Linked DNA regions of Mus musculus: region 1 is linked to region 2. Evidence: chromatin contacts called from public HiChIP or PLAC-seq data. All regions are on one chromosome and are shown on one strand. Each heading gives the region's core, a stretch centred on a gene start, on an enhancer-like site or on the middle of the called end of the contact. The rest is flanking DNA. Distances are from core to core; before and after follow the strand shown.

Region 1 (5,989 bases), core at 1,470-3,969, 130 kb before region 2:
CCACGCCCTGCGACTATTTAGCCGTGATGGAGTGGAGTGTCCCAGAACGTTCAGGAGGATATTTGCCAGCAATCTCAGTATCTGGGAGACTGAAACAGAAGGATGCAAGTTTCAGGCCAGTCCTGGCTACAGTGTGAGGCTTTTTCAACCACAAAAACAAGCTAAATATTTCTGGTCACAGTTGGGGCTGTAGGCCAGCAGCAGGAGGGAGCTTGTGTATCATATATATGCAAGGCCCTCCCTGGATTCCATTCTCAGCGCTCTACCAAAACATTGCAGTGCACGCAGAATACAGGATACTCTGGTATCAAGCAGCAGGTGGGAAGTTTTTTTTTTTTTTTTTTTTTTTTTAAATGTTTGAAAAAATTGGTCTCAGCCAGGGGTGACAGGTGCCTCTAATCCCAGCATTTGGGAGGCAGAGGCAGGTGGATCTCTGAGTTTGAGCATTAGTTTACTGGTTCTGAGCAAACACACTTTATTTATTTATTTATTTATTTATTTATTTATTTTTGAGACAGTCTCTAACCTTGGAACTTGCTATGTAGACTAGGCTAGCCCCAAACTCACATCTTCCAGCCTCTTGTCTATCCAAGGGCTGGGACTAACTAAACCTCACCTATCTTTAAAAGTTTGTGAATCGCCCTTCTCTTTCTGCCAAAGAACTCTAAATGGTTTTCTTCTGGCTCCCCAGGCCTCCCGGTTGTGGGGTCCTAGGCATAGGCTTCTGCTGAGGGCTTGTTTACTGTTTGGTTTGGAGTCCTAGCTTTCCCTTGAGTTGTTACTTGTTGTGTGTGTACCCAGAGAAAGGTTGGAGCTAGTGGCTCTCTGAGCTGCCAGTTGCCAGGCTTGGCAGCAGCACCTTCACCCACTGATCCACAGCAGCCAGGCCATAAAGCCCGGGTCTGATGGTCCTTTTGTTTTTGTTTTGTTTTTGTTTTAAAAGATTTATTTATTTTTATTTATAGGAGTACACTCTAGCTGACTTTAGACACACACCAGAAGAGGGCACCAGATCTCATTACAGATGGTTGTGAGCCACCATGTGGTTGCTGGGATTTGAACTCAGGACCTCAGGAAGAGCAGTCGGTGTTCTGAACCGCCGAGCCCTGGTTCTGATGTTCTTTATTTAGCTGATGGTTTTCTTGGCTCCCGAGCTTGGTTTATGATTTTTGAAGCAAGTCTCTGGCACGTGTGCAACACACAGAGCGCATGGATTGGGAAGGTTGGCCGATGGCCAGTGTGTGCCTGAGCCTTCCTTTGTGAGAGACCAAGTGACATTGAAGGAGAAACAGACTTAAAAAGTTTTAAATAAGTAAACGATAAACAGAGGTTGATAATGTACTTCAGTCGAGACATTTTGACAAACTTGAGATTACGTGGCGATCACGGCTTTTGGGCTTTCCCCCTGTATTTAATATTCCTCGCTGATGAGGGTCCCTGGGCTTAGAACCATTGCTCCTGTTTCCCCAACATGTCCTCCAATATGTGTGTCCCGGCTTGAGCCGGATGGAGGACTGAAAAAATCGTGTGTGTGTGTGTGTGTGTGTGTGTGTGTGTGTGTGTGTGTGTTCACCAACAAAGCATTTTATTTCAGGAGGTACATAGGCCTGCCTGCCTACCTTGTGTTGTTATTTATTTATTTTCTTTAGTCTTCCCCACCCCCACTCCCCATTCCACTCCACCCCCGTTCCTTTCCTGCTGGGCCCACATTCCTTGGTCTTTGTCTCTGCTTGGTATTTTAGAAATTTTGGGAGAGGAAGGCTGGGAGAGGTGGGACGTTCTAGAAGCTGGGGGCAGGGAAGGGGGTGGTCACTTGGAGGGTCAGAGGTCAGGCTAGCTCCATTTAGCTAGAGCAGCCAGATTGTCGCCAGGCTCGAGGGGGCGTGTCCATGCATCTGCCGGGGTAGCCCCAAACAGGCGGCACGTAGGCCCTGGAATTTCTGCCACCAGCGGACTCCACCCCTTCCCTTTCTGCTTCCCTGTAGTGGCTGCCACTTTTGCGGGGTGGGGGCACAGGCTCTTATCTGTATACTCTGTTCCATTTTTCTTAATAAGGATCCCCTGCCCCCCGTTTATTTTTTTTTCCATTTTTTATTAGGTATTTAACTCATTTACATTTCCAATGCTATACCAAAAGTCCCCCACCCCCGTTTATTTTTAAATTACATTTTTTGGTTTAGGGGTAGGTTGTATGGAGACTTGGTGGAGTCTGTTCTGCCCACATGTGGGTCCTGGGATCAGACACCCATGGCCTTGCTTGGCAGGCAGCACCTCAAATCCCCAAGTCCTCTCCTGAGCCGCCAGTCGCAACTGATCATCCAACTGTAACTGTTGATCGATTTTCGGAGCGACCTTCCTCATTCATTGAATATATGTAGTTCTAAAATTCTACCTCCCTAGTCTTAGAAATGGCAGGTAGATAAGTGTGAGATAGTCTAAAAATATAACTCCAATCCATAACTAGAAGACTTAAAATTGTTCTTATTTTATGGTTTTGCCACCCTAAAGTTGCATGGTCTTAAGTTTTGATTTAAAACGTAACGATTTAAAAATGCATTTTAAAATTGTAGTTTCCTAGTTATGAGCACGAGGAGGCTGTTGTATGCATCTGTATGTAGGTTTTATTCCTCGCCACTTGGGTGCCACCGCCCCTCCTCAGCCCAGCTTGTCTGCATTCACAGCGCATCCGGACTTGGCTCCCATCCGTCGTGACCCGAGTCCGGGCCACGTTTCATGGCAGACACCCTTTGACTCATTTAAGAAGCATCTGGGCTGTTCTGACACCACCGCCTGCTCTGGCCGGGATTTCTTTCCCATATTTGCAGAGTGCTTCCTCGGGGCTTACTCTGAGGCCTCAGGGGATCTCCTGTGCCTGGCATCACGGAAGCCCCGTTGCAGGGTCCACCAGGCCTAAAGGTCTGGGAGTTTCCTAACGTTTGGACAGTTTCAGTTTGGAGCCCAGTTTCTTATCTCAGCCCAGAATTACCTGGAAGCTTTTTGCTTCCTGTTGTCCGTCCCCAGACAGGCCGGCTCCTGAGATTTTGAAGGCTGGAAAGGGTCTCCTGAGGTAGCAAGTCAGACCCCATTTGTTTCCCAGTTTAGAGGGAGGTTCAAGGCAGGCAGAGGAAGTCACTGGACAGGTGTCCTGGCTCAGGAGCCTGGGGTGTGCTGACCTCTGGTCTCGGAGAGTCAGTTGCTTTCACTACATCTGGAGAAAGCAAGGGTGCCTGAGTCCACTATTTCAGTGTAAACTGCACCTTCTGGTGGGAGGTTTCCACACAGCCCTTTGGGGGAGCGGCTGGCGGCGGCAGGGAGGTTAAGGGGGGGGAGGGTTATTCCTTTCTTCCCTTAGGAGGGGGAGGGGGAGGGGGCTGAGGGAGGGAATGTGGCAGGATTGCCTAGCCCAGTAGATTCGCTCTATCCCCACATGGAAACTTACTAGGGATTGCTCCAGATTCATTGAGCCGAGCGTCGTCTTGCTGGTTATTTGGGATTCTCTCCCTGAGTCTGACAGGATAGACTTACTTTAAAAGTGGTTGCTGCTGCTGAAGGCTTTAGTCTACAGTGTTGGCTAAAAAGTGATTAAAATTGGTTACTCAGTCACGTTTCCTTGTGCAGACCCAACAAAAGATCTGATCCATTTCTCTGTGAGATTTAAAAAAAAAAAAAAAAGGTATTCCCAAATCGCCTATCTCTGGATGCAGGATAAATTACCAGTAACTTACAGGCCCTAGTGGGACAGCACAGCACATGTCACCCCTCAAATCACCCGCGAGGGGGACAAACCGGCACAGGAAACAGCATTCCCCTCACTGTGGGTCTTCCCAGCTCCACTCTGGGGATCTCTGTCTAAATTGTTTTCTGTTAGCCCCTCCCTCCTTCAGCCTTCAAAGCTGTCTCCCATCTTTTCCTGGCTACTGGGTCCAAGACTCTTGAAGTGTTTTGTTGTGGGTGGGGTAGCCAGCCCTGAGCTAGGCTTGGAGCGCCCCTGCTGTGTGGTTCTGAGAGGGCCCCCCCCCCCACACCTCCTGTCCTCATGTGGAGATTTAAATGTGTTGCTGCCGGTGGCAAGGAATCCAGCTTACACATTGATTCCTCGTGTCCCTGTGGCAGCTTTCCCCTCGCCCCCAGCTGCTCGTGAAATCAATCCAAGAGACAGTAACTGAGGGAGGAGCATGGCTGGTTTCCATGCTGAGCCCTCTCTCCCGAGAGCCTCTTGCCTGTCAGCAGGTGAGGGGTGTCCAGCCCTTCTCTCCCCCAGCTCATGGGCTCTTAAGGAAGCTGTTCACTTGGGCAGGCTGACCTTACTGTTAGCATTTGGCCTTAGTTCCGGATGCTTCCTCCCATAGATGCTGGAGTGCCCAGGAGATAGACTGGCCGCCTGATGGAGGGAGGGCTGGGAAGTACTGTACTGCGCGCCCCCCCCCCCCCCCCCCCCCCCGTTTTTCGAGACAGGGTTTCTCTGTGTAGTCCTGGCTGTCCTGGAACTCACTTTGTAGACCAGGTTGGCCTCGAACTCAGAAATCTGCCTGCCTCTGCCTCCCGAGTGCTGGGATTAAAGACGTGAGCCGCCACGCCCGGCTCACCGTACTGCTTCTTGACCTTGCTTCACATACAGCGTGACCACAGACCGCCAATCCCAGAGCAGAGAACCATAGAACTTTCTAGATCTGTTGAGACACAGGAACTCCTCCCTGCTTAAGCCCCCTAGACTGTCTCTATGATCTCTGACTCTGTGTGTCTGGGTTGTGATCTGACTCAGGCTGGAATGGGATATGTACGGCACCTGGGTTTGAGGCATCGGACATGCAGGGGAGGACAGTGGGTAACGATTGTGACAGTTCTGCCTGTCTTGAGGGGGGAGGGGTACACACTGTTTGGAGGAGGACTGGGCTGTCTCCACTCTGTTCACACCCGTCTCTCTGGTCCACAGGTCCTGCATCTCTACTGTGACACCTGCTCTGTCCCCATCTGCAGAGAGTGCACGCTGGGCCGCCACGGTGGCCACAGCTTCGCCTACCTCCAGGATGCCCTGCAGGACTCTCGGGCACTCACCATCCAGCTGCTGGCTGATGCCCAGCAGGGCCGCCAGGCTCTCCAGGTCAGTCACCTATCTCATTGACTCAGACCTCTCTTGTGGAAGGTGGGTAGGCAGACGAACTGCCTGGACTCATGGACTGGAGACTAAAGACAAGAAGGGCTTGACACCCCGGCTACTGAGGTCTCTAGGGCTCCTAGCAGTGTCCAGAGGATGCTGCGAGTTACTGGGTTACTTTGCTGGTTGTTTCAGCTTTTCCCTGAAGCTAGCAAGCATTGGTTTTTGTTGAGACAGTAGAGAGCATGGACACTTCATCTTCTTTAGCCGTTTGGGTATTTGGTGCACAGATTGACTAATTGAAGGCTGAGTCCTGAACACAGGGCATTTGATGTTCCGTGTCTTGCAACTGTCCCTGGGTCATAAGTCCTTGTAATTTGAATGTTTGTTCTTTTATGGTTGGGTAGGGACATGCATGACCGTTTGAGAACTGAAGCAGCTCTCCCACATTGCTATGCAGCGGTGTATATTATGTATAGTTGATGGATGTTAAGTCTTCTTGCCTGCTATTCTACCTGTCAAGCGCTTAGGAAATCATGACAGGTTTTTTTTTAAGACAAGAAACCTGTGGGAAGCTTCTTGTTTACATTTTAAAATATTCAAGCAAGAAATTTTTAAGTCACCGGGCGGTGGTGGTGCACACCTTTAATCCCAGCACTCGGGAGGCAGAGGCAGGTGGATTTTATTTTTCCCTCCTGATAAAGCCTGTTGTTTATATACAGGTTAAAGAATTTGTATTTGTTGCTGGTGTGTCAGATCTTGCCACCAGGATTGGTATTTTATTTTATCCATTTTTTTTTTAAGATTTTTAGTTTACTTCATGTGTTTGTCTCTGTGTGCAGTGCCCATGGAAGCCAGAAGAGGGCATTAGATCCCCCACCCCTGAACTGGGAG
Region 2 (6,063 bases), core at 1,424-3,923:
CACTTCCAGTGCGTGGATAATACAGTTTTCCAAAAACAACAAAATCTGAGTTGACTGCAGATTGCAAACGGCAACGTAAGATTCTGATTTCTGGGCCTGGGGATGTAGCTCAATTTGTAGAGGACCTAGCATGAACAAAGCCCGGGTTCCACTCTCAGCACCACAGAAACAGGGCATGGTGGTGCACCCAGGTCCTCCCAGCCCCCAGGAGGTAAAGGCAGAATCGTCAAAAGTCCAAGGCTATGTTTGATTACATACCAAGTTTGAGGCCAGCCAGGGTTCATGAGAACTTCTCATTAAAAACAAAAGGGGCTGGTGAGATGGCTCAGTGGGTAAGAGCACCCGACTGCTCTTCCGAAGGTCCGGAGTTCAAATCCCAGCAACCACATGGTGGCTCACAACCATCCTTAATGAGATCTGACTCCCTCTTCTGGAGTGTCTGAAGACAGCTACAGTGTACTTACATATAATAAATAAATAAATCTTTTAAAAAAAAAACAAAAAAAAAACCAAACTCAAAAGAATAGACTTCTCTTAAAGTAATTACAGCTCTAGCCCAAAACGGAGAGACATATCTTCATACAAGTGTATTGCTTGTTAATGTGCAATCGGTTTGGCAGGAGGGGACTGGAGAGATGGCTTATCAGCTAAAAATATGGACTGTTCTTTCAGAGGTCCTGAGTTTAATTCCCAGCACCCACATGGTGGCTCACAACCATCTGTAATGGGACCCAATGTCCTCTTCTGGTGTGTCTGAAGATAGCTACAGTATAGTCACATAGAAAAATAAATAAATCTAACAACAACAACAACAGAAGGAGGAGGGAGAGGAGGAGGAGGTGGAGGCAGGAGAATCTCTGACTTCCAGGCCAGCCTGCTCTACAGAGTGAGTTCCAGGACAACCAGGGCTACAAAGAGAAACCCTGTCTTGAAAAAGGAAAAAAAAACAAAACCAACTCCCCCCCCAAAACTAAACAACCCCACACACACATTTTATTTTTTTTTGTTTTGTTCTGTTTTGTTTTTAGAGACAGGGTTTCTCTGTGTAGCCCTAGCTGTCCTGGAACTCACTCTGTAGACCAGGCTGGCCTCGAACTCAGAAATCTGCCTGCCTCTGCCTCCCGAGTGCTGGGATTAAAGGTGTGTACCACCACCACCCGGCTTTAATTTTTAATCTAGGTCTGAAGTTTGAGAGTTAACGTTGCAGATGCAAACAAACAAAAATAACTGAAAGCCAGTTGGCTGGAATTTCTTGGCTCTAATCTAACTGCTCAAGAGGGATAGCTACATAATTAAGAATTCCCGCGGAGATCACAAAGCAGCGTCTCAGGGTTCGGCTCTCACAGGGCACCTCAATTTCTTGCCTGGTGACTTACATCAGACTGGTGACACCTCCATAAATCCTTATCTCTTCCTGCCCATCCTGACACTCCAGATATATGGGTTCCTTTCCCCTACCTGTTGGAGCCTCTGCCCACTGGTTCTCAAGACCTCAAGCTCTGACGGAGCAGCCGGCACTAAATTTTCGTTCTCCTTAATCGAAAGCATTTTCAGCAACTGTTTTCCAGAAACTTAAACAAGTTTCAACTCTGGTTTTAGATAAACGTGTGCCATTTCCAAGAGTGTAATTTTTACAAGTCTACAAGGTTCAAAGTCTACTACCAAGTACTTGAACTTACCCGACTCAGTCCATCTGGAGGGCCCCAAGGTGACTCGCTCAAAGTGCAAATGAGTAGGAGCCCCGTTCCACCACGCCCTGTCCCCTTCGCAGGTTCGGTGCAGACCTCCCCAGGTGCGTGTCCCACGCGCCTCAGCCACTGCCCTGCCACCCAGACCTCGCCTGTAGCACTTGGCCTCTTCCCACCCTCCTCCCGCACCGCCAAACCCTAAAAGAAGAAAAAGGCTTCCAACAAACAAGGCGATGCACACCTCAAACTAAAAGCAGCCAGCAGGTGGCTAGCGAGAAACATGAACAGTATGTTTGAAAAGGGAGAAGTCTCTGAAAGCGAATATTCCTGTGACCCCACTGCAGGAGCCACTCCTGACCCCATTTTTTCTCCTTCCGGAGCGTTCCATGAAGCCCGAACTCCGCAAGGATCGCGCCCCACGCCACTGCCCGCGGAGCCCTCTAGCAGCCCCGCGCAGCCTGGACCCCTCTCCCCAGAAACCGAAGCTGGAAAGACTCAGGCGCACCTCAGCTAGCCCCCGACCGCGCTGCACAAACCGGGAAGCAGGTCCGTGCACACGGGACCGCCGCAGCGGAACCCACGCGCGCCAGCAACCAGGAAGGACGCGCGCCCCGCCCGTCCGGCCCGCCTCCTACGGGAGGCCCGACCACTGCCTGCGCCTCGGCGGCCTGCCTGCTCTGAGCGGGTGATCGAGGGTAACCCGGATCCCGACTTTGCAGAGCCGCGGCTTTCCTCGGCCTCTGCCCGCTTCCCAGCGGCGGAGCGTCCCCGCGCGGTGGCACCGGAGACTTACATAGATGCCGTGCGCAGCGCCCAGCAGTTGCAGCAGTGCCAGGAGCGGGAGCGGCGTACACAGGGGGACCCGGAGCATGATCGCGCCACGATGGGGTCTCTCCGTTAGGCAGTGGGCGCTCTGGCCAGCCGCTGCACCTCCGGGGGTTGTTGAGGACCCTATGCCAGGACCCGCCCCCAGCTCCGCCCCGCCCCGAGGCTCTGTGCTGCGAGTGGAGGTCCAGCCTCTGTAGGCCACGTGACTCAGAAGCAGCTGTGGTCTATGCATCTCCCACAACTGTGTTTCCTTCCGGAATGGCGGCACCCCTGAATGAGCAATGATGAAGTTCAGGGGCTGGCCATTCACAGGGGCCTTCAGCCTGTCCCGGCTGCCAGAAAAGAACTGAGCAGGGAAGAGGAAACCAGCCAGTCAGTCCTCAGTGCTCTGGCCTTAGAAGCCTAGCCCCTAAAACTCTCCCTAGCACGTGGTCTAACATTCACAAGGTGTGGTCCACAGGCCAACGAGACTTAAACATGGAAATGCAGACTCTGGGCCCCAGCCCAGAAACCCTGAAGTCCTAGACCCGGACCCAGCTCCGAGGTTCAGTGAAAGCAAAGGTGAAGAAGCACTGTAGTAGGTTACAGAGGAATTCTAAGTGTGACTCAGCTATGGCCAAGTTATTTTGAAGTGCCCTGATTTTTAATGAGAACAGTAGCCCTTCCCTCTGGCAACTTCTGATCTTCCGCCTACTGCCTCCTGAATGCTGGAAGTATAGCCATGGGTCATCACCTCTGCTTTAGTTGACGTTGACTTAAATATACATGAGATTTTCCCAGCTTTAATGAGTTGTAGTCAATAACAATATTCATTTATTTTAGGCATTATCTCATTTATTTATTTATTTATTTATTTCACTTACTTTTTGCAATGCTATCGGTGAGTCTCAGGTCCTCATTAATTCTAGGCAAGTACTCTACTATTGGGCCACACCCCTAAATCCCCTTTTTCTTTCTTTCTTTCTTTCTTCCTTTCTTTCTTTCTTTCTTTCTTTCTTTCTTTCTTTCTTTCTTTCTTTCTTTCTTTCTTTCCTTCTCTCTCTCTCTCTCTCCTTCTTTCTTTCTGTTTGTTTTTCTGAGGCAGCTTCTCACTGTGTATCTTTTTTTTTTCTGGATTTTTGAGACAGGGTTTCTCTGTGTAGCTCTGGCTGTCCTGGAACTCACTTTGTAGACCAGGCTGGCCTCAAACTCAGAAATCCGCCTGCCTCTGCCTCCCAAGTGCTGGGATTAAAGGCGTGCGCCACCACGCCCGGCCTCACTGTGTATCTTTAGCTGGCCTGGAACTCTAGAAGATAGCCTGAAGACTGGGCTGGTAGTTGTTTTTAGTGATAGAGGGTTTGGGGTGGGGATACGGGTGGGGCACGACGATGTGAGAGGGAGGCGGGAGTGAGTACTCTCAGAACCTGCACAGCGCAGCACTCCTACAGTGAGATGGGCGAATCCTGAACTCTGGGGCCAGGTAGCCTGGGTTATGCAAAGGAGAACAGTAGGACAAACGGCCTCAGAGCAGGACACACACCAGATATCATTCTCTGACCTCCACATGTACACCATGGCGCACATACACACATGTGGGCATTCACACACGGGGTCATATATACTAATATACAAATAAATATCCTAAATAAAGCTGTTTTTTTTTTTGGTTTTTTTTTTTTGGTTTTTCGAGACAGGGTTTTTCTGCGTAGCCCTGGCTGTCCTGGAACTCACTCTGTAGACCAGTCTGGCCTTGAACTCAAATTTGCCTGCCTCTGACTCCCAAGTGCTGGGATTAAAGGTGTGTACCATCACGCCCAGCCCAAAATTTGAATTTTTTTAAAAAACAGGATCTCAAGGCTGTCCTTGAACTTACTATGGTTCAGTGGTTGTTTTAGTTCTATAAAACAGGGCCTTTATTATGCAGCTCTGGCTGCCCTGAGATTCTATGTGAAACAGAGAACTTGCCTGCCTCTGCCTCCTAGATGCTAAGATGGGAGGTGTATACTGCCTTGTCCACTCTCACAGTGTGTTTTGATAGGTAGAACATGTAGTTAAATTAGGTTATTGACAGACTAACTCCTTCACTGGATTCTAAATGAACTCCTGTCATCTTCTCACCTGGATCTCCAGTTTGTCCATGACATTTTAGCTCTGTCTTTGGTGGTCTAAGCCACTGTGGTGTGGTGGCTTTCACCTGTAATCATTAATGCTCTATAGGGGGAGGCAGAAGGATTTCCACAAATAAGAGGCTAGCCTGGGTTACATGCCACTCTAGATAGACATCTCTAGACCTGATGTGTCCTCTAGTAAATTTCCACACAGGGGATGTTTCTACACTGTTTCATTATTTTTGGACATTTTGACTCTCTTGCCTGTATGGGCTACACATAATTTGATATCTTTGCTAAGTTTGTTAGGTTTTCCTGCTTCCATTTCTGTCCCTCCGTCCCCCAACAACCAGGACCAGATATCTTTGCCATTTATCCATCAGTTAGTGGTTTTCCGTTTTGATGGCCGTATAGCTGCTATACCATTGCACATGAATTAGAGAAGACAGACATCTTCCCTTTGCTTTCCTAGTGGTTTGTCTTACAGGCAATAGTGCTGCACTGATTTTGTGGTCCTTCCTCAGTGATGGCCATTCCATCCCCCGGTCTACAGGCTGCCACTTTCCATAAGTTTTGGTTTCATCAGTGGTTGATGAAACATCACTAAATAGCGCATTAGCCAAATGTTGTGATCATTCCATTGGTCCCCACAGTTCAATAGGTGCCTCTTTCTGGGGAGGGATGAGCAATTTACGGTCGGGAATATAAGCATATGAGCTATTTTCTCTGTGCAGGAAGGTGTAGACCCTTTGCTACCACATCCTGGTCATGAAGAATTCACATAGGTACCAGTCCCACTGTAATACCTCCCTTTCCATAGCTAAGCCTTCAAAGGACTCTACCTTCAAACAGATCCAATCCATCATTGGCAGACCCACCCTTATGACCACAGAGTGGTTGGCACCGACTGAGTATAAGGTTCTCCACGCCGCGTAGTAAAATGTCCAGATTTGTTTCTTAAAGACAGAATATTTATTTTCCATATATGGAAAGCATTTGCATTAGAAGTCAACAGGCAAATGTTGGTGGACTCCTTTTTGCTTTGTGAAGACATGTCCCCAGTTGCTAAGTCACCAATAAATATGATACTCATAATCAGGGTATCATCTGGCTCAGTACTGGTCAGAGTTGCATGACAGAGAGGAGCTTAGCAGCAGTCACAGAAGCTGCTCTTTGTCCCTGTCCCCATTGGGTATTAGCTGCATTTCTAGTAACCCTGTAGAGGGTTATAAGCTGTAAATATGATATGTGATTTCTCTAGTGTACAAACATACTCATTAGGGTCCATATTTGAATTTTGTCCCTGGATGGTGGGATTAAAGGCCTACACCACCACCACCTGGTTCACTGTAACTCTTGGATTTAGAAAACAACTAACTTATAGCGATCCACCTGTCTCTCCTGGGGATAAAGGCATGGCTATCACTGCTCTGCTCAAATATTTTATCTTAGTTCCAAAT

The links. HiChIP or PLAC-seq counts read pairs in DNA pulled down with a chosen protein or histone mark.
Region 1: a contact with region 2 is called in an HNF4G HiChIP or PLAC-seq map of pancreatic cancer cells. The contact joins the enhancer-like site here to the promoter of Glb1 in region 2. A contact is called at or near these places in 1 of 39 promoter capture datasets (neural stem cells), 1 of 484 Hi-C or Micro-C datasets (embryonic stem cells), 12 of 115 datasets of contacts at active chromatin or transcription factors (the SCID.adh cell line, bone marrow-derived macrophages, embryonic stem cells and 6 more) and 3 of 9 other capture datasets (adipose tissue, liver and pancreatic islet).

Annotation. Positions count from the first base shown.
Region 1 is chr9:114,524,066-114,530,054 of GRCm38.p6, reverse strand. Trim71 (tripartite motif-containing 71) reads left to right here. Exons shown (of 4, transcript NM_001042503.2): 2 at 4,934-5,101. Among named protein-coding and RNA genes, the nearest start is that of Ccr4, 31 kb to the right of the region's middle. Within about 2 kb of position 2,719, at least 153 of the 459 cell types and tissues checked have an H3K27ac peak or open chromatin away from gene starts, as enhancers often do. A contact at or near this core is called in adipose tissue, embryonic stem cells, epiblast stem cells and 6 more, where this site is marked.
Region 2 is chr9:114,397,688-114,403,750 of GRCm38.p6, reverse strand. Glb1 (galactosidase, beta 1) reads right to left here and starts at 2,673. Exons shown (of 16, transcript NM_009752.2): 1 at 2,482-2,673. The coding sequence starts at 2,559. It overlaps Tmppe (transmembrane protein with metallophosphoesterase domain), which reads right to left and starts at 2,656. Exons shown (of 2, transcript NM_001200002.1): 1 at 2,482-2,656.